6 separate regions of the Mus musculus genome follow, and regions 1, 2, 3, 5 and 6 are each linked to region 4. The links are chromatin contacts, called in public Hi-C, HiChIP or PLAC-seq and promoter capture Hi-C maps. All regions are on one chromosome and are shown on one strand. Each heading gives the region's core, a stretch centred on a gene start, on an enhancer-like site or on the middle of the called end of the contact. The rest is flanking DNA. Distances are from core to core; before and after follow the strand shown. Region 1 holds the start of Ap1m1 (adaptor-related protein complex AP-1, mu subunit 1). Region 2 holds the start of Kcnn1 (potassium intermediate/small conductance calcium-activated channel, subfamily N, member 1). Region 3 holds the start of Slc35e1 (solute carrier family 35, member E1). Region 4 holds the start of Mvb12a (multivesicular body subunit 12A). Region 5 has its middle 4.7 kb from the start of Gm40505. Region 6 holds the start of Mpv17l2 (MPV17 mitochondrial membrane protein-like 2).

Evidence for each region. Promoter capture Hi-C pulls out the DNA fragments that hold promoters and counts their contacts. Hi-C and Micro-C count contacts between places; a contact is called where the count stands out from the background. HiChIP or PLAC-seq counts read pairs in DNA pulled down with a chosen protein or histone mark.
Region 1: a contact with region 4 is called in a Hi-C map of B cells, with 7 read pairs. The contact joins the promoter of Ap1m1 here to the promoter of Mvb12a in region 4. A contact is called at or near these places in 6 of 39 promoter capture datasets (the 3T3-L1 cell line, the HPC-7 cell line, HPC-7-derived erythroid cells and 3 more), 2 of 484 Hi-C or Micro-C datasets (B cells and pro-B cells) and 2 of 115 datasets of contacts at active chromatin or transcription factors (epiblast stem cells and large pre-B cells).
Region 2: a contact with region 4 is called in a promoter capture Hi-C map of embryonic stem cells. The contact joins the promoter of Kcnn1 here to the promoter of Mvb12a in region 4. A contact is called at or near these places in 7 of 39 promoter capture datasets (cranial neural crest, embryonic stem cells, hippocampal neurons and 3 more), 1 of 484 Hi-C or Micro-C datasets (CD4 T cells), 10 of 115 datasets of contacts at active chromatin or transcription factors (the SCID.adh cell line, astrocytes, bone marrow-derived macrophages and 6 more) and 2 of 9 other capture datasets (adipose tissue and liver).
Region 3: a contact with region 4 is called in a promoter capture Hi-C map of neural stem cells. The contact joins the promoter of Slc35e1 here to the promoter of Mvb12a in region 4. A contact is called at or near these places in 2 of 39 promoter capture datasets (cranial neural crest and neural stem cells) and 1 of 9 other capture datasets (adipose tissue).
Region 5: an H3K4me3 HiChIP or PLAC-seq map of bone marrow-derived macrophages shows a contact between it and region 4, with 6 times the contacts expected there. The contact joins the enhancer-like site here to the promoter of Mvb12a in region 4. A contact is called at or near these places in 4 of 39 promoter capture datasets (the HPC-7 cell line, cranial neural crest, frontonasal cranial neural crest and 1 more) and 3 of 115 datasets of contacts at active chromatin or transcription factors (bone marrow-derived macrophages, microglia and neural tube).
Region 6: a contact with region 4 is called in an H3K27ac HiChIP or PLAC-seq map of extraembryonic endoderm stem cells, with 5 times the contacts expected there. The contact joins the promoter of Mpv17l2 here to the promoter of Mvb12a in region 4. A contact is called at or near these places in 6 of 39 promoter capture datasets (embryonic stem cells, hematopoietic stem and progenitor cells, hippocampal neurons and 2 more), 2 of 484 Hi-C or Micro-C datasets (B cells and rod photoreceptor) and 5 of 115 datasets of contacts at active chromatin or transcription factors (bone marrow-derived dendritic cells, embryonic stem cells, extraembryonic endoderm stem cells and 2 more).

The regions. Positions count from the first base shown.
Region 1 is chr8:72,237,841-72,241,808 of GRCm38.p6, forward strand. Ap1m1 (adaptor-related protein complex AP-1, mu subunit 1) reads left to right here and starts at 2,178. Exons shown (of 12, transcript NM_007456.5): 1 at 2,178-2,403. The coding sequence starts at 2,362.
Region 2 is chr8:70,854,939-70,858,528 of GRCm38.p6, forward strand. Kcnn1 (potassium intermediate/small conductance calcium-activated channel, subfamily N, member 1) reads right to left here and starts at 2,070. Exons shown (of 10, transcript NM_032397.3): 1 at 1,994-2,070; 2 at 63-539. The coding sequence starts at 458.
Region 3 is chr8:72,490,602-72,494,276 of GRCm38.p6, forward strand. It overlaps Slc35e1 (solute carrier family 35, member E1), which reads right to left and starts at 2,013. Exons shown (of 6, transcript NM_177766.3): 1 at 1,565-2,013; 2 at 1,241-1,311. The coding sequence starts at 1,985.
Region 4 is chr8:71,541,645-71,545,366 of GRCm38.p6, forward strand. Mvb12a (multivesicular body subunit 12A) reads left to right here and starts at 1,286. Exons shown (of 9, transcript NM_028617.2): 1 at 1,286-1,413; 2 at 1,489-1,587; 3 at 1,743-1,839; 4 at 3,580-3,706. The coding sequence starts at 1,330.
Region 5 is chr8:72,294,169-72,297,634 of GRCm38.p6, forward strand. No RefSeq gene overlaps it. Among named protein-coding and RNA genes, the nearest start is that of Gm40505, 4.7 kb to the right of the region's middle. Within about 2 kb of position 1,808, at least 211 of the 459 cell types and tissues checked have an H3K27ac peak or open chromatin away from gene starts, as enhancers often do. A contact at or near this core is called in the HPC-7 cell line, bone marrow-derived macrophages, microglia and 1 more, where this site is marked.
Region 6 is chr8:70,759,087-70,762,583 of GRCm38.p6, forward strand. It overlaps Mpv17l2 (MPV17 mitochondrial membrane protein-like 2), which reads right to left and starts at 1,835. Exons shown (of 5, transcript NM_183170.2): 1 at 1,634-1,835; 2 at 1,282-1,452; 3 at 305-381; 4 at 23-151. The coding sequence starts at 1,820. It overlaps 6330537M06Rik (a long non-coding RNA gene), which reads left to right and starts at 2,029. Exons shown (of 2, transcript XR_003947402.1): 1 at 2,029-2,102.

The sequences.
Region 1 (3,968 bases), core at 928-3,427, 700 kb after region 4:
GAAGATTATTAAAAATTTTCCAAGGTTCGGAGTGCCAAAAGCAATAGTGTCAGATAATGGTCCTGTCCTTGTTGCCCAGGTAAGTCAGGGTGTGGCCAAGTATTTAGAGGTCAAATAAAAATTGTATTATGTGTACAGACCTCAGAACTCAGGACAGATAGAAATACTGAATAAAACTCTAAACAGACCTTGACAAAATTAATCCTAGAGACTGGCACAGACTTACTTGGTACTCCTTCCCCTTGCCCTATTTAGAACTGAGAATACTCCCTCTTGATTCGGTTTTACTCTTTTTAAGATCCTTTATGGGGCTCCTATGCCCATCACTGTCTTAAATAATGTGTTTAAACCTATGTTGTTATAATAATGATCTGTATACTAAGTTATAAGGCTTACAGGTGGTGCAGAAAGAAGTCTGATCACAACTGGCTACAGTGAACAAGCTGGGTACCCCAAGGACATCTTACCAGTTCCAGCCAGAGATCTGATCTGCGTACACCTGCGTCATGCTGAGACCCTCAAGCCTCACTAGAAGGGTCCCTGCCTAGTTCTGTTTACTAATCTGCCTTATTCTGTTGTTGTTCCCATGTTAAAGATAGAGTAAATGCAGTATTCTCCACATAGAGATATAGACTTCTGAAATTCTAAGATTAGAATTACTTACAAGAAGAAGTGGGGAATGAAGAATGAAAAATTACTGGCCTCTTGTAAGAACATGAATTTTTTACCTCGGAGCCCACCCCCTCCCATCTAGAGATTGTTCTCGGAACACTCCTAAACTTTTCACCCCAAAACTCCTCACCCTAAAGTTCGAAAAAACTGTTCCAAGAACATTTTTGAGATAAAGGCCTCCTGACGTAGATTCCTTGATAGGACATGACTCCTTAGTTACCTAGATTCCTTTGGCAGAACTCCCTAGTGATGTAAACTTGTACTTTTCCTGCCCAGTTCTCCCCCTTTGAGTTTTACTATATAAGCCTGTGAAAAATTTTGGCTGACTGTCGAGACTCCTCTACCCTGTGCTAAGGTGTATGAGTTTCGACCCCAGAGCTCTGTGTGCTTTCATGTTGCTGCTTTATTTCGACCCCAGAGCTCTGGTCTGTGTGCTTTCATGTCGCTGCTTTATTAAATCTTACCTTCTACATTTTATGTATGGTCTCAGTGTCTTCTTGGGTACGCGGCTGTCCCGGGACTTAAGTGTCTGAGTAAGGGTCTCCCTTCGGGAATCTTTCACTATGTGTCACACAAGTAAAAAACCACACAAAGTAAAAAACAAAAAAAAGCCCTTGGGGCGGGGAGGAGTGTTGATGGGCTCCTTTGATCTCTCGGTGGCAGAAAGGTGGTTAAGAATGGCAGAATTTGCCGGGCGGTGGTGGCGCACGCCTTTAATCCCAGCACTTGGGAAGCAGAGGCAGGTTTATTTCTGAGTTCAAGGCCAGCCTGGTCTACAAAGTGAGTTCCAGGACAGCCAGGACTATACAGAGAAACCCTGTCTCGAAAAAAGAAGAATGGCAGAATTAAAATTTAATCAGCCTTACTTTGGTTTTGTTTTTTTGAGACAGGGTTTCTCTGTATAGTCCTGGCTGTCCTGGAATTCACTTTGTAGACCAAGCTGGCCTCGAACTCAGAAATCCGCCTGTCTCTGCTTCCAGAGTGCTGGGATTAAAGGCGTGCGCTAGCTACCACGCCCGGCTCAGCCTTACTGTGAATTAGGCACAGGCTAAGTTACACACGTGCTACCCTGGGTTCACTGGGGCAAGACGGGTGAAGCCCAGTCAGTTGAGAGGTTGACAGTGACAAGTGATTGCTGATAAGGCTGGATTGCCATTGGGAGACTGACTTCCTTTAAGCGCCACCTAACGGCGAGTCACAGTCAGTGACGGGATATTAGTTTACTTGACTTCTGCAGAAAGCAAGGCTGTCTCGAAAAAACAAAAAAAGAAAAAGAAAAAAAAAGGCTCAACTCCAAATCGGTTCCGCTTTCAGCGTCTTCTCACAGCAACAGGCTTGGAAGCGTCCACCTTCATTCCACAGCTAGTCCTTCAGGTACAAGGAGTAATGACAAAGCTGCCCCGCCCTGGTCCTCCAGGCCCCGCTCTTCAGGAAGGCCACGCCCCCTGACTTCCGGCCCGTTTGAGCTATGGGTGAAAAATACTGCCAAAAAGTTCCTACTGCGCTTGCACTCAGTTACGCGCCTGCGCACTTGCGGCTCCCTTCAGACCGGACATAACGGTCCACGCGCTGCTTCATGGACCGGAAGTGGAGGGGAAGTGTCTCGGGGCGCGCCGGGCCTTGCTGAACGCCCGCAGTTCCTGCCGTTGCCGCCGCCCTCGGCTACTGCCGAGACCTTCCAAAGCCGCCATGTCCGCCAGCGCCGTCTACGTACTGGATCTGAAGGGCAAGGTACTGAAGGGTTCGCCACCCTCCGCGTTGCCAGGCAACCAACGGGCCCTCGCCCTGTCAGGACCCACCCTGTTGCTAGGCAACTGGCCGACCAGCCCAGCTAGGGCGTCAGGCAGGCGGGGCAGCCTCACTTGCCAGCCCTACCAAGTTACTAGGAAATGGGCGGTGGTCTTTCCGCGAGTCCCGCCCCATTGCTAGCCAACTTGGTGGGCTGCGGTTGCTAGGTAACTGTCCGCTTTGCCCCTTTCCCTTTTTGTTCGCCTGGGTACCGGACTCTAGCTTCTCCTGCGAACTCCTGTAGCAGGACCCTGCGCCCCGGGGACCGTGCGACCCTTGGCCAGAGGCGTGGCGGGAACTATGGCCTTAGGTCGGTCCCTCGCTCCACAGGCTTCAGCGTTCCCTAGAGCCACTGAGCTTCCTATGACATTAAGAGAAGCGGATGATAAAAGTGTGGTTTTAAGAAGGGCGTGGTGGCGCACGCCTTTAATCCCAGCACTCGGGAGGCAGTCAGGCGGATTTCTGAGTTCGAGGCCAGCCTGGTCTACAAAGTGAGTTCCAGGACAGACAGGGCTATACAGAGAAACCCTGCCTCGAAAAACAAAAACAAACAAAAGTGTGGTTTTAGAGGGGGAAACAGTGCCTAGAGTCACACTGATTACTGGGAAGTAGCGGCCTGGAAGCATCCTCGCCAGGCAGGTGCTAAGCCCAGGGCCACCGTGGGTTAGCCTAATCTGTCATAGCTCAACTTAGTCACTTGGAAAAAACAGAAATAGATGAATACCTATTGGGGCCATGTCTTCATAATGGACTAGCAGCTGCAACTGAAGAATCAGGGAGAGCTATCCTGACTGGGAATAACAAAGACTGCTGAGACATGAAGGCCCTGCACAGAAACAGGACCCTGGCATCTTGCCCAGCGTTATCTGAGAAAGAAATCTTCATTTGTGTGTTTCTGCGGGTGTGTGGAGGAAGGAGACCCCTGCTACTCTTACATGGGCTCTTGTTATCGAACTCGGGTCACTAGACTGATTGAGCTAGGCTGCCTGAACCGTTAAAACGCATGGATCTGCCTGTCTGTACTTCCCAGCAGAATCTGACTTTTTCCCTCTCTTGGTTTTATGAGACAAGTTTTCTCTGTGTAGCTCTGGCTGTCCTGGAACTCACTCTGTAGACCAGGCTGGCCTTGAATTTAGAGACTGACCTGCCTCTGCCTCCCAGGTGCTGGGATTAAGGTATTTGCCACCACCACCTGGTAAGCACCTGGCTGTTACCTGGGATTTGGGTATAGAGTTCAGGTCGGATATTTGGAAAATACAGACTGAGCTGTCTCCCTAGCATAATGGATGGTTTTGTGGTGCTGAGGATAGAGCCTAGAACAACAAGCTCTCTGTCAGGCAGCCACAGTGTACTCTATGCAAAAGCCTCTTCCAGGAAGGCACATTTAGCCTTAAGAAAGGCACTGTCTGTCGCTCTACCTCAGGCTGTCAGAGTGGAAGGCAAGTGGCCAGCCTCTTATGTTTGGAAGCTACCAGAACAGGTCCAGCCACAGTAAACAAGTCCAACAT
Region 2 (3,590 bases), core at 820-3,319, 690 kb before region 4:
CCCTCACCCTTGCTCATGGGTCCCCAACTGAGATGCCATCCCCAGGCTGAGCAGATGCCTACCTTGGTGTATACACCCCAGGACAGCTCTGTTTCTGTCACCATGACGACAATCCCAAACATGCCAAAGATGAGCGCATAGTCACTGAGCCGTTTACGCTTTTCAAAGAGGGCCCTGCGGTGTCCCAGGCGGTGGCTGACTGTTGGGGGCTTCCCTGAGCCTGTCTTGTCCTCCTCCTCCTCCTCCTCTTCCTCTTCCTCCTCCTGCTCCTGGGGGTGGCCCCTGGAACCACCGGGTGACAGCCTGACAGGCTGACCCTTGGCCACCATCTGCAGGCCTGGGCCTTGGGTGGGCTGCAGGGGGCGGCCTGCCTCAGGGTCCACAGGCTCCCAGCCCAGGAATCCAGGCCCGCTGCCCAGAGGCTGCCCCACGCTGCCATTGTGGCTGTGGCTACTCATGGCCACCTGCCTCCGTGGGCTGGGCGTGCAGCAGGCCCTTTGGGGCCCAGCATGGTTCCGCAGCAGAGCTTCTGAATGGACCTGTGGAGACAGCAAAGGTTGAACATCACCTTGGCCATTCCAGAACATTCCAAGGCTCAGGAGAGTCCAGGATCATCTGGAAAGTCAGTGTCTACCGACCCCTGCTCAAAGTCTGCTTCAGTTCCCCAGCGCCTAACCTCCCAGACACCAGCATGCCCTGCAATCATCCTGGCCCATGAGCACCCCCTGCCCCTCAAGCTACCAACAGCAGGTGACAAGGTGGCCTGGGTGCCTGCAAGACACACAGGTGAAGAGGCAATATGGGGCTGTGACTCAGCTGTCTGACACATATGCCAAGCCTAGGTGCTGCCATGTTGTTCCCTGAGACAGCCTCTTCCTGGGCAGGCTGGCTGGCACAGGACAGATGCAGAGCAGGCAGGGCTCAGTGACCAGTCCTGGGCTGGCTGTGTTTTGAGCCTCCAGTTAAAAGGACTGTCTGTTGCCCCAGGCACAAGGGGGATACCTCTTCTGGTTTTAAAAAGAAGAGCAAAGCTGAGGGAGGTTGGGTGGCCCCTGGATCCTCTGCCAGCACCGAGTCAGACACAGACTAAGGGACACAGCCTGGCGGTGGCTGAGGGCAGGACCTTGACAGGGAACCAGGCTGGCTCTGCCCGAGTGGCTGTGAGCTGAGGACAGAGCTGCTTTCTGTCATGGAGCCTGGGGTACCAGCTCAGTCCGTTTTCTCTTGTCTTCTGTAATTTTATTTATTTACTTTAGAGACAGGCTCTCAATCTATAGTGCAGGTTGGCACTGTGGCAAACCCCAGGTGCTGGGATGGCAGGTGTAAGTCGCCATGCTAGGACTGGTGATACATACCTATCAAGAGGTGCTAAACAGCAAGGCTAGCCTGGCCTTTGAGGCCAACTAGGGCTACCTGAGAACCTGTCTCAAAATAAAATAAAATCGGATCAATAGGTGTCCCTTGCTGTGAGTCTCAAGGAGGCACCCACCTCCCACAACTCTTGTAGGAACCACAGTGATAACGGCTCATGACAGAAACTCCCAAGACACTAGACCTGTGTCAGGTGGCCTCCCCAGCAGCTGGTGGGGAAATGGAGTTGAGGAAGGGTGCCAGAGCTCTTCTCACCAGGCTCACTGACTCCTCAGGGTGCCCGGCTCTGCTTGCCCTTTGCACACCGGCTACCAGGGAGCTTACAAGGCCAGTCTGGCAGCCCAGGTGCTGTCACTGAGCACCTTGACCTCAGTTTAGGGTGGCCGAAGAGTGCTCATGTCACTGGCCGTATCACATCCATCCTTGTGCATGGACTTTATGGACTCAGCGTCTCCCACTCGCAATCTTCCCTCACCGGGGGACACGCGCACCCTCTCTTCTGTGTCCCTGACCCCTGACCGCGTGGCAACACCATCCCCAGCGTCGTCCCTAGTCGCATAGCCCAGGGACCCGCTATTACTGCCCCCCCAGCCCCCTCACCCCCGCTTCCTCTCGCCAATACCTGCGGGCGGGGACCTGGACCCTCGTGCCAGCGCGTCCCCGCCGAGACCGGCCAGGGAGGGGGAGCAGCGCCGCCCCGTATGAGCGGCGCCTTGGATTGGCTGAGTGCACCAGGCCCCACCCCCATGACCCCGCAGGCTCCGCCCATGCTTAAAGCTCCCTCCTGGGCACTGGGCAAGAATAAGAACCCCGGTGATGGGCATCTGTGCACAGGCAGCTGGCTATTGCAGGTGATCCTGCACACCTGGACCTCATCTCTGGGGACAGACAAGCCCGCTCACCTCAGGGACCCCGATCTTAAACCCTATTAGCCTTGCGGGCAGAAAGAGCTCCAGGCAGCTGCAATCATCAGGGCTGGGGAGACCCCCGAACCTGCTCTGCCCCCATCATTCAAGCCAAACTTACAGAGCTCACTCATGAAAGTTTTTGTTTTGAATCAAGGTCTCACATAACCTAGTCTGGCGTCAAACTCACTGTGAAGTACAGGCTGCGCTAGAACTTACCAGGGAGTCCAGGTTAGCCTTGAGTGGCCTTGAAGTTCTGTTCCTTCTCCCTTCACCTCCTGAGCGCTGGGACAGTTTTGGGCCCCCCTTTCCAGCTCATGCAACATTTTTTGTGGTCTTGGGTTTTGTTTGTTTGTTTTGATAGCTCTGTAGCCAAAGCTGATCTTGAATTTACTCACTGAAATCCTCCTCTCAGCCTACTTCCTAAGGTGCTGGAGTTTCAGGTGTCTTCTAAGACATCCCAGAGACCAAGGAGTCTAGTCTCCGCCCCTTCAGTCACGTGATTACTGACAAGCTGGGGAGCTGAGGTTTGCCTGCAGCCGAGCGATGAGTGTGTGTATCCCCTCCCTAATCCCCTCCCCACCCCCACCCCAGCCACCCAGCTCCTGCTTCTTCCTGGCCCAATGTCTTTGCAGTTTAGAGGGCCTCAGGAAGGACTGAGGGGCAGATGTGTGGCCAGCAAGTGGCCTGGGAGCAGTGACAGCACTGAGCCCCAGCAGAGCCACCAACAGAGTGACAGTCCAGGTGTTGGGGACCACATCTGCACTATCCACATAGGTGGAGCCAGATGGAACCAGCCTGGGGTGATAGATGTAAGCAGGTTCCAGGAGACACCACAGAGGGACAGGCCAAGAGCACCAGGTTCTGCCTCCAGCCCCTAAACCTTCTGCATGTGGCCACCTCAGCCTGTGGCTGTGGGCCTTCCCTGCCTACCCCCTACCCAGGAATTGTTTTGCTTTTTGTTTTAGAAAGGGTTTCATATCTGTGAGGCTCAGACTTACTATAGAGCTGAGGATGGCCTGGAACTGGCCATCTTGCCTCTACCTCTCAGGTCCTACCTGACAGGATAGGCCTGGGCCACCAAGCCCCATTTGTTCCGTGCTAACAACAGAAGCCAGGGCGTCATAAACACTGGCAAAGCACTCAGTCTCCTGAGACACACCTCAGCCTCTCACAGCCCCCAGGGATTGGGGGCATGCCCCCGTTTGTCATCAAAATTGGGGTGCTCACTGTCCATCTAGCTCTCCTCCAGGCGCCTGTCTCAACATGCACCCCCATGGTGCCTGTGACCACAATCAAGGAGTTCACAGGCTC
Region 3 (3,675 bases), core at 763-3,262, 950 kb after region 4:
GCAGGGACTGCAGAGTGCCGACAAGGCTCACCAGGATAAAGTTGGGTCTGAGAACAAAACTCAGCCAGAGGTGGTCCAGTTTCTGCATTGATCCATGTGCATCAATTATAGGGCACAGGAAAGTGAGCACTTGTACAAGGTTCGATGGTTTCCAGCCGAACAGTGGCATCCCTACTGCACACGACACAGTGAGCTTGTTCTTTAGTCCCAGGCCAGAAAACACCTGGCTTGGCACCTTCCCTGGGCAGCTCTGAGCTCTGGGTGCTATATATGATCCATGTCCAGATAATCACAACCCAAGGTTCCTTGGTTCAAAATGGGGGTTGAACCCCAGGCCTTTGGGTTCTTAGCAAGGGCTCCACACTGAGCTACAACCATATTTTCTTTTGCCCCTTCTTTCTTCCAATTAATTAATTAATTAATTAATTAATTTTGAGACAGGGTCTCTCTACAGAGTCCTGGAACTTACCATGTAGACCAGGCTGACCTCCAACTCAGAAATCCTCCTGCCTCTGCCTCCAGAGTGCTGTGTTAAAGGTGTGTGTCTAGAACTCCTTATTCTCCTGCCTCTGCCTCTCAAGTGCTGGGAAGACAGACCCATGGCACCATGCCAGGCTTTGTAAAGTTTTAGTTTCTACAAACTGGCTAGATTCTGCCACGGTCAAACTCCTTTGGCCTACTCACATCAGATCCAGACAACCCCTACCAACCATTCTGTCTAGTGACAGAAAAACTAGGACATGATAGTTTGTAAGTTCGTCAGGACCAGGCCTGACAACTTGAATCTGATCCCAGGTATCCACAAGGTGAAAACTGTCCTCTGACTTCCATACACGTGGCAATGCACAACACACACACATAAATAAACATTAGAAAATAAAATAAGAGAAGGAAAACTTGTCCCAACTTAATTTGTTGGTGACTTGCTAAAATGGAACCAAAGACATCACCTACCACCAATCCCAGAGTCGGAATCATAACAGAAAAGAACAGTGGACGCCAGAGGGATGTGGCGCTCAGGGACAACAAGCAAGAGATTATGTGGTGATATCGCCCCATTCACACACACATCTGCTGTCTGAAAGGTGAGTGCGGGATGCTAGGTGCTAGCCACAGGACAAGGCTGACACCTTGACTTCCTTATTTGACAGGAAGCAGGAGGATGCCACGGTCCAACCACGTCATCAACCTGGTCAGCTACTGGGAATCCCGCCTAGCCCAGGGCTTCTGCCAGAGTTACCTTGGTGCTCTGTTTCTCCTTCATGATGATCCGGGACAGGAGGACCACCCAGATGGGCATGGTGGCCTTGACTGCAAGAGAGGAAAAGGCACTCAGTGGGCAGTCCTGGCAACCTGCACACCCGACCCTGAACCTTCCTTCTGTAAGGCTTCCTCTCGATCCCAATAGCTGGAGTCAATTCTGCTAGGCGCTCGGTAAACTCCTCAGACCTTTTCCAACGTGAGAATCCGACGCACCTTGGCGGCGTCTCAGTCAGACGGCCCGCGCACTCGTACCCACACTTCGAAGCCCCAGACAGCGCGCAAAGCCCGCCTCAGCACTTACCGGTGTGCGCGTAGGAGACCGGCACCTTCCAGATGCTGACGTGCGCCGACACCGACGCGAAGTACTTGCCAAAGGCAAGCGGCAGTACGTAACGCGGATAGAAGCGCGGCGGCAGCAGCGGGCCGGACGCCGGATGCGGGCCGGGTCCGGGGCCCGACACGGGTGGCGCGGGCGGCACGCGCCAGGCGCGCAGCAGCGGCGGCAGCCCCGCGCACAGCGCTAGGATGTGGCACAGCGACACGGTGACCGGGAACGGGAAGGCGCTCAAAATCACCTTGTTGACCACGTTACCGCCCGCGCTCAGCGCGTACCATAGTAGACACAGCACCGCCACCCGCGCACCCTCGCGCGCCCCGCCGCCGCCACCCGCGCCCGGGACCCCTGCGCCCGCGCCGGGACCCGCGGTTGCCGCCGCCGCCATCCTGCCCGAGCGGCCGCCCCTTCCCGCCGGACGACCGCCGGACGCGGGCAGGGGGCGGGACAGCCCTGGAGGGCGCGCCGGCAGACGCCGCTCACCATTGGCCCCTGGCCCTTGCGTCATCGCCGCTCGCCATTGGCCACCGCCCCATACGTCATCGTCGCGCGTCCGCCGACGCGCCCGTACACGTCGTCGGCGAGGGCCCTACCCTCACTTAAACGCTTTCCGGGAGGGGGCGGGGCTAAGCCCGGAAGGCGGGCCGTAGGGCCCGCGGGTGGGTTAAGCGCGTTACGTTCTCTCCGGTGACTGGCAGGACTCCGTGGGAGGTGCCGGGCGACGCGGGCCCGCCCACTTGAGGCTGTGGAAGCCGCGTGCCTGGGGCGTAGACAGGGCTTAGATCTTTTAGAAGAAAAGAAACCGATTGCGGTAAATCCTCTGGACTACGCCGGGTCCTCGGAAGCTGTGCGGTAGGTGTCAATTTCCCCTCACAGACCAACCGAGAGAAATCCAGGGTTAAGTGTCTCCTGCGACAGTGTCTTAAGAGCTCAGCTGACCGGTACGATGCTGGGCAAAACCACGAAGGCAGGACTAGACTTACAAAACTCGATTCCCAAGATCGTGTGCTTTTAAGTGAGGGAGAATAGTTGTTCGCGCTCCTTAAAATGTGTTCATTTATGGAGGCGGGCACGAGCGTGTGTATACACATATTGAGGTCAGACGAGTTGAGTCTTTTGTCTCTTTTCTACCATGTGCATCCAGGAAAAGAAACTAACTCTGGCAGCAAGCGTTTATTTGCTGAGCCATCTCGCCAACCTCAATATTCTCCTTTACAGCGTCTCCTTGAATGCCAGGGTGTCTTTCTACCTCACCTATGTTTTGGTTTGCTTTTCTCTGTGTAACAGATTCCTGGCTGTCATGGACTCGATTTGTAGATTAGGCTAGCTTCGAACTCAGAGATTTGCCTGCCTCCGCCTCCTGAGCACCATGCGTAGCTACTCACCCGTTCTTCAAGGTAGACTGTGTTGTACCCTGGGGTTTGCTGGATACTCATCACACATGTGGCAGTCCTTGTGGATCTGAGTAGAAAATGGCCTGGTCCCTCCCAAAGCAGGAGTTTAAGAATATGGTGATAGGACGCTGGGCTTTGTACCCTAAGGCCTTTGTCACAAACTAAATACAAGAGGAATTAGGATCTTTGGACAGAGCAGTGTCAGATGGCCCCACTGATGTGTTTTGGTTGCTTTTATTTCATATTGGATTTGGCCCTGGCAACTCTGGAAGCTTTTTCATTTCACAACAGGTACATGTACTCAGGGCAACCCAGCTGTGGTTTCACCTCCTCAAATGGCCCTGTAATGGGGAGTGGGGCCATTCTGCAACAAACCTCAGAAATTCCTACTGGCTCTGAAACGGGTTCTGGGTTGGCTTTGGTACCAACCAGACCAGGAGGTATGTTCTAAGACTTAAACCATGAAGCTGCTGTTTTATGAATAACTGTTATCTTTGAAATTAAGAAGATATGGATGAGTGAAAAAAAAATACTAGACACCTAATCTTGGCTTAATTGTGTATGTGGGAGAGAGGGGGTAGATCATTACTATATAACGAAGGTGACATCTTAGTGGACACCTGTCAGGTATGGAGGCAGCCTTGGGTCTGCCTGCAGCTGCTAGCCCAGGGCTAGGGCCAGAAA
Region 4 (3,722 bases), core at 36-2,535:
AACCGACCAAAACAAACAAAAATAACCAGAACAACAACGAAACCCCTAGCTTGCTAGTGAACTGGCCTCCAGGGCGATATTATTTGTTATTTAAGTCAACAGCTGCATAGCCACAATGATCTCTTTGGTCAAAATCCTAGAACAGAAAGTGTTTCAAACTTCTTCTTTCTACTCTATTTTTTTCTTTTTTTGGTTCATTTCCTTTTTGCTAGTATTTAAAGTATTTTTTTTGTTTTGTTGGGGTTTGTTTGTTGTCTGTTTGTTTAAAGCAGGGTATCCTGTAGCCCAGGTAGACCTCGAATTCCTGCAATAGAAATGATTAAGGCATCACTTTCTTGTTCTGACTGACTTGTGTCTGCCTAGACACTCTCAGTCTCCCACGCACTAATAGCCACACCTGTCTTGGCAACAGTCTGGGGACTATCCTTGTCCCTGACCATGTCTAGATGTATTAACGACAATGTTTGTGTTAGCTAAAACCTAAACCTAAAATAACTACAGGAAGTGTAAATCATAAATAATTGTCTTGTGTCTGGAAAATACTGCAATCTCTGCAAAAAAGACGGATGTTACAAGGTTACTCAAGACCCTGATAATGATACAATTGTGGTTCTTAAGTGTTTTGCTTTTAAAAATGCTGTACCCCTAAGCTCTGGCTACTCTACATGTGGCTATTATTAAAGGACTCGTGTAGGTTTTTTTGTTTGTTTGTTTGTTTGTTTGGTGTTTTTGGTGTTTTCGAGACAGGGTTTCTCTGTGTAGCCTTGGCTGTCCTGGAACTCACTCTGTAGACCAGGCTGGCCTTGAACTCAGAAATCTGCCTGCCTCTGCCTCCCAAGTGTTGGGATTAAAGGCGTGCGCCACCATGCCCGGCTACTCGTTTAGTTTTAATTGGCTTAATTAGACTGGTTATCAGTCTAACTATCTCGTATGGTTTTTTCACCATCTTGTATGCGCCTCTTTAAGTCCCTGAAATGACAGGCTATATCTACCAGGCCTCCTCTCCAGACCAGTTAAGTTTCCTTGCAGAAGGCAGGAGTCACAGGGTGATGCCGCACAGCATTCTGGGGAATGTAGTCCCGTCCGGAAAGTGAACGCCCCCTCCGCACACTGGGTAGTGATTTAGGGGCGGGAGTTCTAATCTTTTTTCCGCAAACGTATCTTAAGCGTCCAGAGGGCGGGTCTCCACGGTTACTTTGGACTGGTCAGCAGTGCTTGCGCATGCGTACTAGCTGCTTTGCGGAGCACTTTCAAAGGTGTTCTGGGAGTTGTAGTCCGAGGTTCCGGTCCCTCCGAGGGCTGTAGCTGCCTTCTGAGCTCCCAGGAAGGATGGATCCCGGGACGGACTCGGCGCCGCTTGCTGGCTTGGTTTGGTCGTCGGCCTCGGCGCCGCCGCCGCCGGGTTTCAGCGCGGTAAGTGGGAGCGCGCAAGGGTTGCGGGGACGGGCCAGGAAGGGGACGAAGTCCGATGACCTGTGCGTCCCGCAGATCACCTGCACCGTGGAGGGCGGGACGGCCAGCTTCGGCCGAGGCTTCGCGCAGAAAGCCGGCTACTTCCTGTGCCTGAGCACGCTGGGCATCCCGGAGGTGAGCACGGGTGGCCTGAGCCTGAGTTTGCCCCGCCCCTCGCCCTGCCATCCTCGACCCTTCTCCAACTCTCTCCCACCCTTACTGCTCATACCGTTGACCTTTCCCCTCCCCTCTGACTGCCCCCTTCCACCTGCCCCCTCTCGTGCTCCCAGAACCCTCAGGACAATGTGGTAGTGGACATGCAGATCGTGATGGACAAGGGCCCACTGCCGTCAGGCTTCTCTGCAGTCAACGACCCTCAGGATATCAGTAAGATCCGTGGGCACGGGAGAGCGGCAGGCACAGGGAACGGCTGCTAGTGTATGTTTGGAATAGGACTTAGCTGAGCAGGAAGGCACAACCTGTAAATGCAGAGCTCCGGAAGCTGAGGCAGGAGGATGGTGGCGAGTTCAAGGCCAGCCTAGGCTACAGAGTGAGGCCTTTATCTCAACCCACTACTCCAGAATTAAATAGTTGACACATACCTGTCTTAGCATTCAGGCTGAGGCAGCTTTGTATCCAGCCTGGGCTACAGAATGAGACCTTGCCTCAGCTCTTCCTAAGAATTTGAGCATAGTGGGGCATACCTGTCACTACATGAAACCCCGCCCCTAAACAAACAACAACCACCCCAGATGTCTTTGGCATACCCACCCTCTTCCTCACTGCCACTGGTCCCTGCTGCTTGTCCTCTGCTTCTGTGGCGGAGTGAGTCCTCCTGGCCATTCTCTTTTCCTTTCCAGGCTCTTGCACTGCGAGTCCACCTGGAACTGGCTTCCCCTGTTCTCTGCATAGCTCAGCCTCCCCTCTCCCTTCTCCCCTGCCTGACCCAGCTGCCCGCCTCCCCGATGGTGCTTGGTTCTCTCGGTGTCTTTAGTGACCGCTGGCAGGCTGCCGTGCAGAGGGTCAGGTCAGTGTGCAGACAGAGGAGGCGTCCACAAATTCTCCTATCCTCCTTTTGCAGCTGTCTCTTGACTTAGTGTTTAATTGGTTTGGGGGGACAGGGTCTCAATGTGTAGCCTCAGCTGGCCAGAGCTTCAGTCCCATGGATTCGTGGGACTGAGCCGTTGTGACCAGCCCCTTGTAATCTGCAAAGTGTGGAGACTGCTGTTCTTCATCCCAGTACTTGAGAGGCTGAGGCAAGAGGATTGCTTCCAATTCAGAGCCATTTTCGGCTATGTGATGAATTCCATCCCAGCACTTGGGAGGCAGAGGCAGGCAGATTTCTGAGGTCTCGGCCAGCCTGGTCTACAGAGTGAGTTCCAGGACAGCCAAAAAAAAAAAAAAAAAAAAAAAAAAAAAAAAAAAGCCAGGGCTGGAGCATTAGCAGAGTTAGCAGAGTTCTTACCCAGTGTGCATAAAGCCTGGCTCCATCCCCAGCACCACACCAACAGAGTCAAGAGGTTGAGGCAATATTGGGCATTCAGGGTCCTCCTCGGCTACATCTTGAGGCCAGCCTGGGCTACATGAGATTGTCTGATAAACACAAATATATGCACATGATAGAAAATAGCACCGGGCAGTGGTGGCACATGCCAGCACTTGGGAGGCAGAGGTAGGTGGATTTCAGAGTTCGAGGCCAGCCTGGTCTGCAAAGTGAGTTCCAGGACAGCCAGGGCTACACAGAGAAACCCTGTCTCAAAAAAAAAAAACCAAAAAAACCAAAAAACAAAAAACCCTCTTGACCTCATGGACCACACACAACAGCTGTAGGTTGGACTTTTTAAAAGAGGAGTTCTGTGACCCCTTGGGTTATAGGACCAGGGAAAGTGAGGTTGGGGTGCTAAAATAGGTACTACATGGTTGATTCCACAGTCCCCCCCGCCCCCTGTCAAATGTCAATCTGTTTTACTGATTCCAAAAAAGTTAGTGAATCTCCTATTTATAATTTAGCCAGCTCCCCGGTGTGGTCCCTGTCAGTTTTGTCCCTACAAAGTACAGGCAAGCGTCTTCCGGGGCTCCCATTCCGGTGGTACACTCCCCTCTCTCACCCCCTGCCCCCACTCCCAGAGGCCTCTGTGTCCAAGAAGAAACGCATGTGTGTGAAGCTGATGCCCCTGGGGACAGCTGACGTGGTTGTGAGTGACGTGAAGCTGAGTGGGAAGACTAAGACCGTGCCTGGATACCTGCGTGTGGGGTAGGTGGAGCATCCT
Region 5 (3,466 bases), core at 558-3,057, 750 kb after region 4:
AGACCATACACACACATGCAAGATCTTTCTTGTTGGCAGATTGGGAAACTGAGGCTTGTAGGTGATCCATGTCTGCCCTGGTCTCATCAGATGTTCAAGATGAGTGTGGGCTCACCTTGGGGCCGGGTGAGTCTCCTCTGTACACACTAACCTTCAGATAAGCTCCTGGCCACTCTCATTCCTTCGCTTGTATATGTGCAGATGTGTGTGTGGGCAGTGCACAGTGACCAACCTCAAGTCCTGATCCTCTAGAGTCATCTGTCTCGTTCTCCTGACAGTGTCTCACTGGGCCCTGGGCTCTACTAAGTAAACCAGGCTAGTAAGCGACTCAGGGACCCCTCCTGCACCAGGCACTTAGGTCTGGGGAATTAAACTCAGGTCTTCATGCTTGCAGGCAAGCACTTTACAGACTGAACCCTCTCCCAGCCCCTGCTTCTATATGTTTTGGGATAGGGATTAGAGAAGGGCTGACCAGTCTGGAGCCTTTAATCCTCCTGCCTCAGCCTCCAGAGGGCCAAGTTCACAGGAACACACTACTGTACTACCACCGGGGGTGACTTCTCTAGCCTCCTCTGATATTTGTAGCTATGCTTTGAATGGGGTCGAATAGACCCCCAAAGGCTTTGGTCAGAGACGATGCTCTCACCTGGAGGCTCCACACTCAGGGGGCTGCTCAGCAATGCTGAGGACATCTGTGATTGTCACATCCAATGGCACAGACATCTGGTAAGTGGGTCTGAGAGTGCCATTTAATGCCCAGCCTGAGGAAGCAAGACTGAAGAGCCCCCAGGAAACTTAGATCCAGATGTGAAAAGCAATAGAATTCAGGCTTTATTCTGAGGGAATTAGAGAATCCTGAAAGACTCTAGGAGGCCCTGTGTGTTAGGAGAGCTAACTCTTAAGCCAAGATGCTACCCTGGAGCCTAAAGAAGATCATCATTGGGGTCCAGAAGACTCACAGAGGGCTGTGTGGCCCCAGAAGAGGAGCACAGGTTAGTAGATGCCAAGGCTTGGGGGAAGGGGAAAATAGGAAGTTGCTAATAGGACCAGGGCTTCCTTTAGGCGGTGATAAAAATACACTGGAACTAGACAGATATGAGAAACTCTGTGAGCACCTTAAGGGACACTAGAGCCACAGACTATATTTACTTATTATTTAGTGTGTGCTTGTATGTGTGCACCATGGCACACATGTGGAGACAGCTTGCAGGAGTCAGTTCTTTCCTTCCGCCACGTGGGTCTCTGGAATCAAACTGGGATCATCAGACCTGTGGCAAGCTCTATTATTCATTGAGCCATTTTACCAGCCCAGTAGCAGGGACTTTATAATGGCCCATTTGACATTCTATGAATTGAACCTCAGTAAAAATAAGTGAATCAAAACAGAGCATTAAAAAAGAAACCCAGCAATGCATTTTTCTATGATTTTTTGGAGGGAGGGGTTGTGTCTGGGGACCTGGGCTCAGCCCAGCTAGTTTGTAGCTGACGTCTGAGCTGTTTGGACCTGGCAGGAGCTGCAAGCTAAAGGGTTTGAAAGGGGGCCAGGTTCTTCTCATTTTTTTCCCCCCTCAGAGTCACACAGTCTCCAGGCTGCTGTTCTCAGTCATCCCAGGGCCTCGTGTTAACAGGAAGCACAGCCAAGTAGGGCTTCCTGCGCACTGGGGAGAGGAAACTCCGTAATGTACTGAGAGCCGAAGTTAAAAATAACCCCAGTATATAAAGAGCGCAGAGGGTCCCCTGCTCCTTCAGAGCTCGGCTGTCAGGCTGGACGGCTGGACTCCAGGCGGAGCAGGTGGCTGGGGTGTGAGGGAGGCTGAGCCCAGTGGGAGCCCTGGCTGGGAAGGAGCCAAGTATACTGGTCCCTTCCAGCACTCACAGACAGGGAAGCACTTACAGAAGGCTGTGAGGATTTCACAGAAATCTATCAAAGACAGGAACTCAGCCACAGGGGAAGCTGGCCCTGGCAGTGATTCCATAGGTATCGAAGCTGGGCCTGAGTTCGAATCCTGGTCTCTCCTCCTCCTCCTCCTTCTCCTCTTCCAGGAACTAAAACTGATAATAGTTGTTAGAGTCAGGTGTTGTGAAACAGGCCAGTCACTTAGCTGGGAGACAGCACAGAAGGATTAGGAGGTTAAAATCACCCTTAGCTACATAGTACATTTGAGACCACCCTGAGTTCTGTGAGACTCTGTTCAAAACTACGACAAAATAGTAAAGCAGAACCTTTCACATGGCTGTGAGGGAGCACGGGGGCTGAACAATCATTGGGCTCTCTCTAAGCTGTGCTGGTTACTGAGACAGGTAAAACTGACTTGTGGGTTAAGTGGTGGTGATGGGGTGTTTTTGTTTGGTCATTCTTTTTTTTTTTTTTTTTTTTTTGGTTTTTCGAGACAGGGTTTCTCTGTATAGTCCTGGCTGTCCTGGAACTCACTTTGTAGACCAGGCTGGCCTCGAACTCAGAAATCCGCCTGCCTCTGCCTCCCAAGTGCTGCGCCACCACGCCCGGCTTGTTTGTTCATTCTTGTTATTGGCTCTGTGAGTCAGAGTCTCACTGTAGAACTCTGGCTGGCCTTGGACTTGCAGCAATCCTCCTGCCTCTGTGACCCTGAGTACCAGGCTTGTAGATTTCTACCACAGTGCCCGCCCCTGTTGCTATTATACAGGCCCAAAGTCTCACATTCAGGCTGACCTTGAGCCCATGGATATGAGCTTTCTTCCTGTCACAGCCTCAAGTAGCTCCAGTATACGCCTGTACGACAGTACATTATCTTATGGGCTTTGTTTAGTTGGTTGGTTTAGTTTTTGGTTTTTTATTTTATCCATACCCCAGCAACCAGTCTGGTTGCCCTGTTGAGAGTTTTCAATTCTAGGCATTTGCCTGCCATCCTGGCACTTGGGAGGCAAGGACAGGAAGATGGTCAGCGCCAGGCCTGTCTGGGCAAGAGAACCAGATCTACTCTCAAAAGAAGGAAGGAAGACAAATGATCAATATTAGCAAAGACAAGAGTGACCTCAAGATAGAGTCAACACTTATGTCAAGGAGAACAACACTGGGGAGTAGCTCAAACACTGTGGAGCAGCTCAAACACTGGGGAGTAGCTCAAACACTGGGGAGTAGCTCAACCCAAGGAGCACCTGCCTAGTATGGCCCACTGTCTTCTTGGGTTTTGTTTTTTTTTTTGTTTTGTTTTGTTTTTCAAGACAGGGTTTCTCTGTATAGCCCTGACTGTCTTGGAACTCACTGGTAGACCAGGCTGGCCATGAACTCAGAAGTGCTGGGATTAAAGGCATGCGATACCACTGCCCAGCATAGCCCACTGTCAAAAGAGATACTGAAGACAGCAGGTCTATCCTAGCCACTCCTCCAGCCTCTCACTGGGGGATTCTAGGCAGTAATACTACCTTTCAAATGAGGGTTATATCTAAAAATGCCAGGCTCTACCAGCCAGTGTGGATACTCCAAGTT
Region 6 (3,497 bases), core at 585-3,084, 780 kb before region 4:
CACACCATGGAGTTGAGCTCACCCAGTACTTCAGATAGGACAGGTATGTGTCCCAGCCCAGTGTCAGCCCATTGATATAGGTGACTCGGAAATGAGAAGGGATGAAGAGGAAGTTCACTAGCTGGGCAGCTGGCCACACACACCAGTCGGCCTGTGGAAAAGTGGGAGGGCCACTGTGAGAGGGGGGGCGGCTACGAGGGGCGGGGCTTGAAAAGTGGGTGGGGGCCAAGGCCTTGGGTGTGGGTCTGGAAGGTAAAGAGGGGGGGTGGAGCCATGTTGAGAGAGCCCACGTGGGCACGCCCACCTTGTAGAAGTCCCAGAATTTGGCCCGCAGCTCCTGGCAGCTCTCCTCTAGTGTCTGACCCTCCAGGCTGCCAAGGCCTGGGAAGAAGACCAAGAAGTAGTTATAAAGGCTGAGGTGGCTGCAAGGCAGAAGCAGGGCAGGTCTCAGGCAGAGCAGCAGGCAGGTCCAGGAAAATGAGAGGTTGGTGTGAGGGAGCCTGAGTTACTTATGAAAACATAAATGCGTGAGCCTAGATCACGAGCCCCATCGCTGTGTTAACAGGTACCTTTGTCAATTTGACTTAGCCTAGAGTTATCGGATAGTCTCCGGGGGCTGTCTACATGCATTGGCCTGTGGGATGCTTGTATAGGCTTATGTAATTAAGTTAGTTGATGTGGGAAGACCCAGGGTCCTGGACTGCTCATGAGTGGTAAAATAGTCTGAACAAAGCAAGAAATCATGCAGTTCTCTCTGGCTGAGATGTGACTAGCTGTGTATAGTTCCTGCCTGGTTTCCCCACAACTGTGGCTGAAAAACCCTTTCTGGCCCAGACTCCTTTTGGTTAGGATTTTAGAAAGTTGGGAGTGGTGACACACATTAATGCTAGCACTCAGGGAGGCGAGGCAGGCACAATCAGCCTGGTCTACAAAGAGATGTTCAGGCCAGTTGGGACTACATGTGAGTCTCTGTCTCAAAATGGGGACAGGAAACTGGGCTACTGACCAGTTGGTAGCAAACTCAAGGCAGCGAGAGTACATGATGCCTCCTAGAACAAAGCAATCCCAGTACTCGGGAGGCAGAGGCAGGTGGATCTATGTGAGTTTGACACCAGCCTGGTCTTCAGAGCAAGTTCCTCCAGGGCAGCAAGGTCTACACAAAGAAACCTTGGGGGGGGGGAGGGAAAAAATAGAAGAGAAGCCCCGTCAGCACTCCCCTAAGCACAAACCAGGCTCTGCCCATCACAACTTCTGAGTTCTCAAAGTCCTGCTGCTCCTTACCCAGGAAGTACCAGACGCCCAGAATGGGAGATGCCACCGTTTGATCCACTAGCACCTTCTTCATCACACTCGGGAGGCTTCGTAGGCCCGACGCGGGGAGGAGGCGGTCCAACCACAGATACCAGAAGTGTAGGAAGGGGCCCATGCTGCAGCCCACGGCGAACATGCTGGCTGCGGGACAGGGAGAGTCAATGGCAGAACCTCCTGGCGAGGTGCAGAGAGACTGACAGGACCCATCAGAGTGGGTGCCAGGTCCCAGAGTGATTGACAGGCCCCAGGAAGGTGGGTGCCCGGTCCAGGTGACCGCTCGGTCTCTGGGGGTCCCTCTCGTTCGCGCACAGGTCCCTCTCACCTGAGCGCCGCGCGCTGAATCTCTGTCCAGGCCGCGCGCGCACTTCCCAGACCTGTCGCGCGCCATCGCCCGCGGCCATGAGCACGCCGCAGCCCAGTGTGTTGGTGAGGAGCAGCGCGCGGCCCTGGAACAGCGGGCGCCCCGCAGCCAACGCCTTGCGAGCCCAGCGCCAGCCTCCCAGAGCCATCGCCGCTACAGACACCAGGGAGCCGCGGCAGCCGAGCGCCGGGCCCGCGCCAATCACATGCCCCGCCGAAGAACCGCCCTATTCAGAACGGACCAATCCAAAACCCCAAAGCTCCGCCTCTCAAAGGAAGTGACCAATCGTCCTCAAGCGTTGCGGCAGGCCGCTCACGCCGAACACGGGAAGTCCTATTTTGCTTTACCCACTTTTCTGCTCTCAGCGGACCAATGGGCAAGCGCACATGAGTCTCGCGGGCCTCCCACCCCTGAGCCGAGCTGACCAATGGTAGGTGGCTGCCTCTCGCCTCGCCGCCTCGCCCACAAAGCTTCCTGGGAATGGGCGGGGCGAGGGGCATTAGCAAAGCTGCTGGACTTGACCTTGGCGTGACCTCTCCTGTGCCAGCGAAGCTGCTCAGGCAAGTTCATAGACACCGGTCTAACCTCAGCTATTTGAGACCTATGCTCATACAGCCCAGGCTACAGCCTCCACCGCCGCGCCACACCTCTGCGTTTCGAAGACTGAATAGGAGTTCATTATGCAAAATTCATGTATTGATCTCTTCACAGCAACTTTGTGTCACTCTGGAAACAAACATCCTTACTTCCTTTATTCTTTAACCATACACAAGACAAGCCACTAAACTGTTGTCCGATGCCCAGGTTTTCGAGTATCTCACCTGCCTTTTCCAGGAAAGTCTTATTTATTTCCTACAGTAAACACATGCTCCCGACCCCCCTTTAAGTCTCTGCCCCATCATAGGTTTTATAGTTACGTGTTTATCCATGAATTTCTGTTCTGCCTAAGGAACTCCTATTCATTCTTCAAAGCCCAATTCTAAAATGCCTATCCTCATTATATAGACTCTACACATCCCATCCTTCCAGTCTTCATTCCTCCCCTGGCCTATCCTGGCTTCACTAAACTAGTGACAGGATTGGTTCTGCATTTCCTGGACAGAGGACTCATTGGTAACTGGTCCTTGGCATCTTTAGGTGTGAAGGTCAATTCTGTCAATCAGACAGGATCTAGAGTCACCTTGAAGACAACCCCGGGGGCATATGAGATGGTTGGTCTAGAAAAGTGGTTCTCAACCTTCCTGATGCTATGACCTTTTAATATAGTTCCTCATGCTGTGCTGACCCCCGACTATAACGTTTTGTTGTTAGGTAATTTTGCTACTGTTATGATTTGTAAATATCTGATATGTGACCGCTGTGAAAGGGTTGTCTGACCTCCCCCAAGGGGTGTGGACTCACAGGGTGAGAGCAGCTGGTCTAGACTGTTAGCTGAGGTGAAAAGATTCCCCCGACCCAGAATGTGGGTGGCACCATCCTATGTGCTAGAGTTCTGGACAAATTAAAAAGTTGCAAGTGTCTGAGCAGTGGTTGCCCACACCTTTAGTCTCATCTTTCAGGAGGCAGAGGCAAGTGGATCTCTGTGAGTTTGAGGGACTTGGGGACAGAACAAGTTCCAGAACAGCCAGGGCTACATTCTGTCTCCACCCAACCCCTCCCACCAATAGGATGAAGTGGGTGGAGCATCAGCATTTGCCTGCTTGCCTCCTGACTGCATACAGTGTGACTTCAAGCTCCTGTCTGGACTTACACAAACACACAGACACAGACACACATAGGAGATGGGCTATAGACTCTCACAAGGTGAGCCAGCATACACCCTTCC